2 separate regions of the Mus musculus genome follow, and region 1 is linked to region 2. The links are chromatin contacts, called in public promoter capture Hi-C maps. All regions are on one chromosome and are shown on one strand. The core of a region is the stretch at or near the end of the contact, and the rest is flanking DNA. Distances in the headings are between cores, read along the strand shown.

Region 1 (4,254 bases), core at 1,446-3,945, 100 kb before region 2:
TAGGGCAGGCCAGCTGGCGTGTGTCTTCAGCTGCAGATGTGGTGATTCTACATAGCTGTTGGAGTGGCCTCAGAGTAGGCATCCAAAACAGGTATGCAGTACAGCAGTGTCTGCCAGTTGCCAATATAAGGGCTTCTAGGCTCACAGTTCCACATCAGGGCTGCCAGGCATCAGTGAGAGCCTGTTACACAGGCCACTCTCTCGAGTTTAGTCCTTCAAAATGGGTGCTTACAGTAAGTATCTTACTGAGACCCCATATAGTTAATAGTTCCCAGGCTGGAGAGATGGCTCCGACAGGTTAACTGGCTGCACCCAGATTCAATTCCCAGCATCCACATAAAGGCTCACATCCATCTGTAACTCTAGTTTCAGGGATTGAGTGCCCTCTTCTGGCTTTAACAGGAACTGCATGCACATGCTGCACAGACATACCTGCAGACAAAACATCCATACATATAAAATAAAATTAAAACAATAAAAAAGAATAACAGCACTTGATAATCTTTTACGGCACTTGGCAATGTTTAGCCTTTGTCACCCAGGGGAGGAGAGTTGCCCCTCTGTGTCAGCAGTACCTGATGTTGGCTTGCTGTTATTGTTCAATTTCAACTAAAAAATGACTTTTAGATTATGTTTAAAATGTTTTTATTCCAAGTGCATGTGTGTGTGCGAGCACGCATGCGCTCACACGAGTGTGTTTGCATGCACGTGGGTCACACCATGCCTGTGGAGATCAGAGGATCATTTTTAGGAGTAGGTCTTCTCTTTCTTCCTTGCTGAGTAAGAAGTTTCTGCCAAGCTGCTGTGATCATCGGCTACTGTGCACTCTAGGACAGTACCTGTCCCTACCTCCCACCTCCCCTTGGAAAGCTGGGATTACAGATGTGAACAGCTGTGCTCTCTCGGCCTTGTGTGGGTTCTGGGGGTTGAATTCTTGTCAGGCTTATGTGGAAATAACTTTACATGTGGACTTCTCTCACCGGCTCCTTTGAAATGCTTTAAATTTAACTTGGTTTTTGTGTGACCCACTGGGCTTCATCACAGGAGCAAGGGTGGGAGGTTACTTAATGGACCATGTACAACCCACTAGTGGCTGAAACACTAGAGAAAATGACCACTCTGCCCAACCATTAGCCACCAGTAGGTCCTCAGGGAGGGGAGGGGCCTCAGGAGTCCTTTGTGCTGTTTAGTTTTGGCTTCAATCTGGCTGTAACAGAGAAGATTCTAGTTACCAAGATTCTCCACAGTTCTTCATAAGAAAGCTAATGTGAAGGGCTGAGGGCCCCATGGGCAAACATCTGTGGCGGTGGGGGTTCTCTCAAGTTAGGGCTCACCAAAGACAAGACACTCTGGAGACGGGGTTCTGTGCCTCCATTTGCAGTGGATTTTGTATCTGGTCTTGCTTTGAGGAACTGGCAAAGAAGAATCCCAGGAGGGAGGGACTGGGAGCCATGGGGACAAAGCTCTGGGTTCATCCACCCTCCACCTGCAATAGCAGTGAAGGTGGGATGAAGGCCCTGGTGGCGAACCCTCTCTGCCCTGCACTAGGGCACGGTGACCCCCAGTGAACCCCCCAACCCCCCGAGCACTTGGGGATCTGCACCCATGCTTTTGCTCTTGAACGTGCATAACACAGGTCCCAGGGGGTGAACTTTGGTCTACTTTTTATTGCTTTTCTCATTAGAGAGAAAATCGAAGAATGAGACCTGAGATCGAAGGTCACCTGTTAGAAGGAAAGCTTTGCTCAGAGAAAAGAATTGAGCTAGTACTGTCTCAGCCCAGCTTTGCCCAAGCTGAGATGAGCATGCTCTGGAGGGCTCACACACACACACTCACACACACACACACACACACACACACACACACAGCATCTCACCCACCCCATCCCCACACACATATTTAGGATATGTGCATGCATAAATATGGAAGACTAGAAGTCAACCTCAGGAGTCAGCAGGGGTCTCTCACTGCACCCTGAGCTTGCCAATTCTAGCAGCCAGCTTGCTTCAGGGATTCCCTGACTTCTGCCTGGGGATCCGATTTCCAGTGTTCATGCATTCAAAGCAAGAACCTTACCCACGGAGCCACCTCCTGAATCCCCTCGGGGGTGTGCGTGTGTGTGTTGGTGACTTTACTGTTTAAAATGATCCCCATGTGAACTCCGCTCCAGCCTGCTGTGCACCCCCGGGAACACAATGCTCTGCCTTCCGTCTTCCTCCAGACATGAATAACACGACTGTTGTCTGAAGTTCAGTGTCAATGAGTCAAATTTCAAATGTGGAGTTTCTAAAACAGAAACAGACATAAAAGAAGACGTCTGTTGACGGCCTGATCTTAGGTCCCCAACCGTGGCTAGGTGCTGGGGGCTACGTTACAGAATGTCACCTCTGCAAGTTGTAACAATGATTTTAAAAATCTGTTTTTTCTTTTCCCAGTTCCGGGATGATGACTCTGAGACTAATTATTTATTATTAAATGTGCTGGCCATAGCTTTGGCTCATTCCCTTACTAGCTCATGACTTATTTAACTATTCAAACTTCTCTATGCCTACCACCTGGTTAGTTACCTGTCTTAGTACAGGCCTGCTTTTTTGAGTCTCCTCAGGATCTTCCTCAGCGTCTCCCTGAGTTCATATGCCTGCTGGGCCTTCTTGGCCCTCTCTCCCAGCTCGCAGTCTCTCTTATCCCTTACTATTTCCCAGAATCCTCTCTCTTCCTGCCAGTGTCCCACCTCCCATTTCCTGCTTCAGCTCATTGGCTAGCGGCTTTTTATTGGCAGGTGATACTTAAATTCTGTCTGCAGCAAGCGGGTCAAATGGCGCTGACTTTAGTCCCAAGACTTCACTCCTGCTTAGGTAGTCTGGGAGTGTCTGCCAGGTTGCTTTGCCTTGTACCACGCCACAACAAGCAATTGTATGAAGTCTATATTACCTCTAAATTTATATGCCAAAGCCCCTTGGAGAGTCCTGGGTCCCCGTGGGAGGCCCTGCCTCCAAAAACAAGTGAACAACCCTTGAGGAAGAGCACATGAGGTTAGCCTCTGACCTTCACACACATGTGTACCTGCATACAAATGTTCACCCATAAGCGTGCTCACATATTCTCTCTCTCTGTCTCTCTCTCTCTCTGTCTCTCTCTCTCTCTCTCTGTCTCTCTCTCTCTCTCTCTCTCTCTCTCTCTCTCTCAGAATCCAGGACCACCTGCCTAGGAATAGGGCCACCCACCAAGGGCTGGGCCTTCCCCATCAATAGTGATTAAGTAATTTGGTAGTAATTAAGTATTAAGAAATTGCCTTGCACCTGGATCTTATGAAGGCATTTTCTCAACTGAGGTTCCCTCCTTTCAGATGACTCTAGTTTGTGTCAAGTTGACACAAGTCTAGCCAGAACAGCATCTATTGAATATAAAGATTTTAATTGCATTTTGTTGTTCATATAGCTGTGTATCCCAGATCAGAAATTCCTGGACAGGAAGTGGTTTGGATTTTGGACTTATGGGATATTTGTGTATAACAATGAAGTATTTTGGGAACGACCAGAACCCAAGTCTAAATGGGGAATTTATGTGTGTGTCAGCATGTGTCATACACACACAAGCTGAAGTTATTTTCTAGAATATTTCATACAGGGTTTGAATATTTTATTTATTCTTTGAAAATTTTGTACATTGTATATAGTGTAACTTGGTCTTCCCCATTCCCCAATTCTTCCACCCTGGAGTTCTCCCTCAGCCTGTTCCCTTCCTCCCTTCCTTTCCCCACTAAGTCACAGACTGATCATTGTGGCTTGATCGTGTGCAGTGAGCAGAGCAGGAGTGCCTGAGTGGCTGGGCGAGTCCTGTCCAGAGGAAAGCGCTTCCCAGAGCCGGTCCATCCGCCGGCTTCTACAGTCTTCCCCACTCACAGTGCTCTTTGGAGGTGAAATTGCTACAGCTGTTTTTTCATTTGTTTGTTTTTTATGCTGTGTTAATTTAGGACTGAGCCCTCAGCAGTCACTTAGTCTCCACTCTCTGACTAGATCTGAGTCTCTGCAGTAACTGCTGCCCACTGCAGAGAGGAGCTTTCCTGACCAAGCCTGAGCAGCACTAAGCATAAATATCGAAAAGAGCTTGACACGTGCACTTAGCAGAACGTGCGCGTAGCAGAACGTGCACTTAGCTAGACTCTTTCCTAGCGCCTGTGGCCTCAGGAGTCATGGGCTTTTAGCCAGAGCCACAGTATCAGACACAAGTTGCCTCCTGTGGAGAAGGCTTCAA
Region 2 (4,792 bases), core at 895-3,394:
GTAGAGCTGGAATCACGTCTCCACCCACCCACGACTGTCTAGAGGCGGCCTTAACTAGCTCCTACCACTAAACTGAGGACAGAATTACTGTGTGTCACCTTCAGCTCAGGGGCCACCACCCTCTCTTGCCCACCATTGAAATGGAAAGCTCTGGTTTCTTTGGGGACTCAGTTATGTCACGTGATGTTTCGCTGAAGCAGACATGTGAGGGAATGCGTGATGTTTAGAAAGAATATAACTATGACCCCACAGATAGTGTGGCAAAGCTCTTATATTGGTTCGCCTCGCACCACGTGGCTGATCTTCGCTTGCTGTGGCTTCATAGAGGGTAACTTGCCAAAGAACTTCTCATGACATTCCAGCGGCGTCTGTGGGCTCCTGCGGCTCAGCAGAGCCTCTCGGTTTCTTCTGGATTGAACTGCTGCTGCTACTGACTCGTGTTCGGTGCTTGTTGAGAGGACTGAACTCCCACTGCTGATTTGTGTCTGGTGTTTTGATAGTGGACTGAACCGCTGATATCCTGACAACAATGACTGCATTGTATCTCCCCCAAAGAACTACTTCTACAGAGATCCACAAGCCCATTTCCTATTAACCCTTCTCTTCCTCTACCTCTGGTAGGTGGGCTAGAAGGGAGGTTGGTGTGTTAAAGAACATTAATCAAATTAGGTTTTGAAAAATCTAAGCCTACACTCCAGCGGCTGACACATGAGGCCAGTGCCTTCCAGTGACAGCTGCAGGGGTACACACACAATGGGACTGCAATCCCAGACTCCCCTTGGAGGACAGCCACCCACCCATCAGTAGCAACCTGGGACTTTACACAATTAAGAAAAAAGGTTCTGGACTGGAGACATGGCTCAGAAGCTGATCATGTCCTGCAGCCCTTCCAGAGGACAAGTGTTCAGCTTCCAGCACCCACATCCTATAGCTCACAGCTGCCTGTAACGCCAGCTCCAGCTCCAGGGAGTCAGATGCCCCTCTTCTGGCCTCTGTGGGCACTTGTACTCAAATACACAAGCCACACACACACACACACACACACACACACCAAATACTTTTATTTTAAAAGAACGTCTGTGTCAGGAATCGTACGGACATCTCTATCCCATCATCTGCCACCTGATCACAGCGTTTCCTCTTCTACTCTCAAAACTACCTTGAACCCAAACCAGTCAGTACCTCTGGTGCCCACAGACTCCTCCCGCCTCTACACAGCCCTCATTATCGGTTCTGTCCAGTCACTCCCATGGCTTCCTGGGGACACTTTCCCCTTTGTCAGGCTTTCCCCCTCCCAGGAGCCAGGAATCTTACAAATGGAAGTCGAACTGCTGGAGAGACGCCTCCTGGTCAAGCATTTGCTCTTCTTCTAGAGGGCCAGGGCCCTGGCGTTGAAGGCAGGATTTAGTGTAAGGCTTTGCAGTGTGGCAGTAGGTGAAAGGGGCGGCAGAAGGAGACAGGTCAGGGAGGCGACAGAGCAGAGCAGAGGCAAAGGGGGAAGTCCTCAGAATTAGTCGGCTTAGAGACACTAGAGGCTGAGTTGCCAGCCTGTGAACTGTGACTCCGTTCCAGGCAGAGGGCCATGTAATTACAGGCTAAAGAAGTGGGTCCTAAGACAAGGAGACCTGGGAAAGAGACAGAGGTCTCAATACTTTAGGATATTTGTCTTGAAGAGTACAGGGGCATATGCTAATGTCAAAAGGGCTTAATGAGGCTCAGTACAGGGAATCAATAAGGGAGTGCAGGAACAGTGGCAGCTTCAAAAGGCTAATGAGGCCTAGAGACTGAGTGACACACCATCCTCAAGCAGAGGACGCCATCACTCAAGCTAGGATCAGGCCAGCTCTGAGGTTGGGAGGACCAGGGCTCACCCTCTCTCTCCTGGGTTAGCTCACAGTACAGTCATGATGTCTCCTGGAAGGCAGGCAGGAGCACCGAAGGATGGCGGCCCCAACACACTTAGTGGCAGAGCCCGTGTCCAGATCTTGCCGCATCCTAACAGAAACCAGGGCCATGAAGATGGGGGCGGGGTGGTGGGAGAAACTGCCGCTTTCATCTGCAGTGGTGTTGTCCTGGTTAAACTTTGAAGAAATGATTACTAAACCCTCTTCTATTAAATGGCTCCTAGTCACACTTTAATTCTACCCAGAGTGACTTCTCTCTCCACCCTCCTTGCTTCTCAAATTTGGTTTTTCCTGAGAGCCAGACTCTGCTGTGTCGCTGAGAGGTTCCCATGGCCTCCAGATTACCACAGAGGGTTCCAGGTCTCATGGTGACAGCCAGCAGGCAGATACACAAGAGCCTTGACTGGCTGTGACTCAGCAACATGGCTGTGTGACATGCATATGAAGAGACTGGTGTGGTCAGAGCCAAGGGGAAAGCAGGCTCATCACAAAGACCCCATGGTCCTGGGCCAGCCTCTGTGAAGTGGAAGCTGCGTGGTGGTACCCAGGAGAAACCCATGGCCTTTCCTGAACTCCTGGACCGAGTGGGGGGGCTGGGCAGGTTCCAGCTCTTCCAGACGGTGGCTCTGGTGACCCCCATTTTGTGGGTCACCACCCAGAACATGCTGGAGAACTTCTCAGCCGCAGTTCCCCACCACCGCTGTTGGGTGCCTCTCCTGGACAATAGCACCTCCCAGGCGAGTATCCCTGGGGACCTTGGACCCGATGTTCTTCTGGCCGTCTCCATCCCACCTGGTCCTGACCAGCAACCCCACCAGTGCCTCCGCTTCCGACAACCTCAATGGCAGCTTACAGAGTCCAACGCCACGGCCACCAACTGGAGTGACGCTGCCACTGAGCCATGCGAGGATGGCTGGGTTTACGACCACAGCACCTTCAGGTCCACAATCGTGACCACGGTAACAGCACCTGGGAGGTCAAAGTCACAGTCACAGAAAGGATGCACCTCCCCAAGCCTCCTCACTTGGGAGCAGCCATGTAGGCTTGCAGGGGACTGGGCAGCGGGAGTCATCTGCAAGGTCATAGTTAGTGGTTCATGCCTATGACCCCATCTCTAAAGAGACAGGAGGATTCCTGAGTCTGAGGCCAACCTGGGCCACACAGTGAGGTATGTCCACACAGCCTGGCCTGGGGTACCATTCCTGTTTCTACATCACCCGATGGCTTTACCCATAGTTGAACCTCTGCCATGACTCCAGGCCACCTAGACACAGGATCCTGTCGTCTGTCTCTGGGCTGAGCACAGAGGACCTGAACAAACATTGGCCTCTTATAAGAGATGTTGGCAGGCTGGGGAGATAAATCCGCAAACTGTCTGTTGTTGAAGCATGAAGACTTGAGTTCAGCTCTCCAGCATTTGGGGGGAAAAGCCAGGCTCAGTGGTGGTGGGACTGTAATGCCAGCTCTGGAGAGGCAGAAACAAGGGAGCCCCTGGGGCTCAGCTCTAGCTGGCTAGCCAGCCTAGCCAGTGAGCCCCAGGGTCACTGAAGGACCTCTTCACAAAAACAGTGTAGACAGCTCCAGAGATTGAACTCTGACCCTCACAAGCACTACACCATGGAAAGGCATGCACGCACACACACTCTCTCTCTCGCACACACACACACACGCACACTCACACGCACACGCACGTGCATGTGAAGACGAGGAGCCAGGTGGTGGTGGTGTATGTTTAATCCCAGCACTCAGAAGACAAAGACAGGAGGATCTGAGTTTGAGGCCAGCCTGGTCTACAGAGTGAGTTCTAAGACAGCCAGGCAGGGGAACTCTGTCTTGAGATGAAAAACCAAAAGAGAGGTGAGGGAGGGGAAGCCAGTGGAGAGGGCCAGCTGCCCCAGCAAGCAGGAAGGACCCTGCATGAGGAGCAAGAGGAAGTAAGCCTCCAGCGAAGGGAAGGCTCCTCAGCTACGGGCCAAGGCTCAAGAGGGAGCAGATGAAGCTGGAGGCTCTCCACCTTTGACGCAGTATAGGGCTGACAGGATACTCCTTAAGAAACCAAGCCACTAAGCCTGTGGGCGCCCTCGTGGCCCCACACAGCCCAGGCCATGCCCCTCCTGATCACAGCTCTGCCCCTCTTTCCCTCCAGTGGGACCTGGTATGTAACTCCCAGGCCCTGAGACCCATGGCCCAGTCCATCTTCCTGGCTGGAATCCTGGTAGGAGCCGCAGTGTGTGGCCATGCCTCAGATAGGTGAGTGTTCCCCGCTGGGCCAGGCGGTCTCTACTGAGTGAACCCCACATCCTTTCCAAATTAGAAGTTCCCCTACTTTCTCCGGGATTGTGGGGCCACTGCTTCGCTCTGAATATTCATTCCTAAAATTCTCTCTGCCACACACTTGAGCTGTTGCTTCCTGCCTCTGCTAAGGGGGAATTCACTTGCTAACGCTCCTCATGTCCATGGCCCTCACATGGGTCATGTGACTTTCTACCTTCCTCCTCACTGGGGGCAGGGACAGGAGGGCCCTTGGTGGCCCAGATCTGTGTTGCTGGCCAATGGCATGTCTTCCTATGTGTACCACAGGTTTGGGCGCAGAAGGGTGCTGACCTGGAGCTATCTTCTGGTGTCCGTGTCCGGCACAGCAGCTGCCTTCATGCCCACCTTCCCCCTCTACTGCCTGTTTCGTTTCCTGCTGGCCTCTGCAGTGGCAGGTGTCATGATGAACACAGCCAGTCTCTGTATGTCCCCTGATTGGTGCTGGGTCGGGAAGGCTGCATGCAGGACCCAGAATTGACCCCTTTCTTGCTCCTTGCAGTGATGGAGTGGACATCAGCCCAGGGTAGCCCTTTGGTGATGACCTTGAACGCCTTGGGCTTCAGCTTTGGGCAGGT

What was found. Promoter capture Hi-C pulls out the DNA fragments that hold promoters and counts their contacts.
Region 1: a promoter capture Hi-C map of embryonic stem cells shows a contact between it and region 2, with 2.8 times the contacts expected there. A contact is called at or near these places in 18 of 39 promoter capture datasets (the 3T3-L1 cell line, the C10 cell line, the HPC-7 cell line and 11 more), 1 of 484 Hi-C or Micro-C datasets (olfactory sensory neurons), 4 of 130 datasets of targeted methods (the NIH/3T3 cell line, forebrain, pro-B cells and 1 more) and 1 of 9 other capture datasets (adipose tissue).

The regions. Positions count from the first base shown.
Region 1 is chr19:6,643,547-6,647,800 of GRCm38.p6, reverse strand. No RefSeq gene overlaps it. Among named protein-coding and RNA genes, the nearest start is that of Gm32245, 79 kb to the right of the region's middle.
Region 2 is chr19:6,540,422-6,545,213 of GRCm38.p6, reverse strand. It overlaps Slc22a12 (solute carrier family 22 (organic anion/cation transporter), member 12), which reads left to right and starts at 2,144. Exons shown (of 10, transcript NM_009203.3): 1 at 2,144-2,863; 2 at 4,051-4,154; 3 at 4,485-4,639; 4 at 4,717-4,792. The coding sequence starts at 2,462.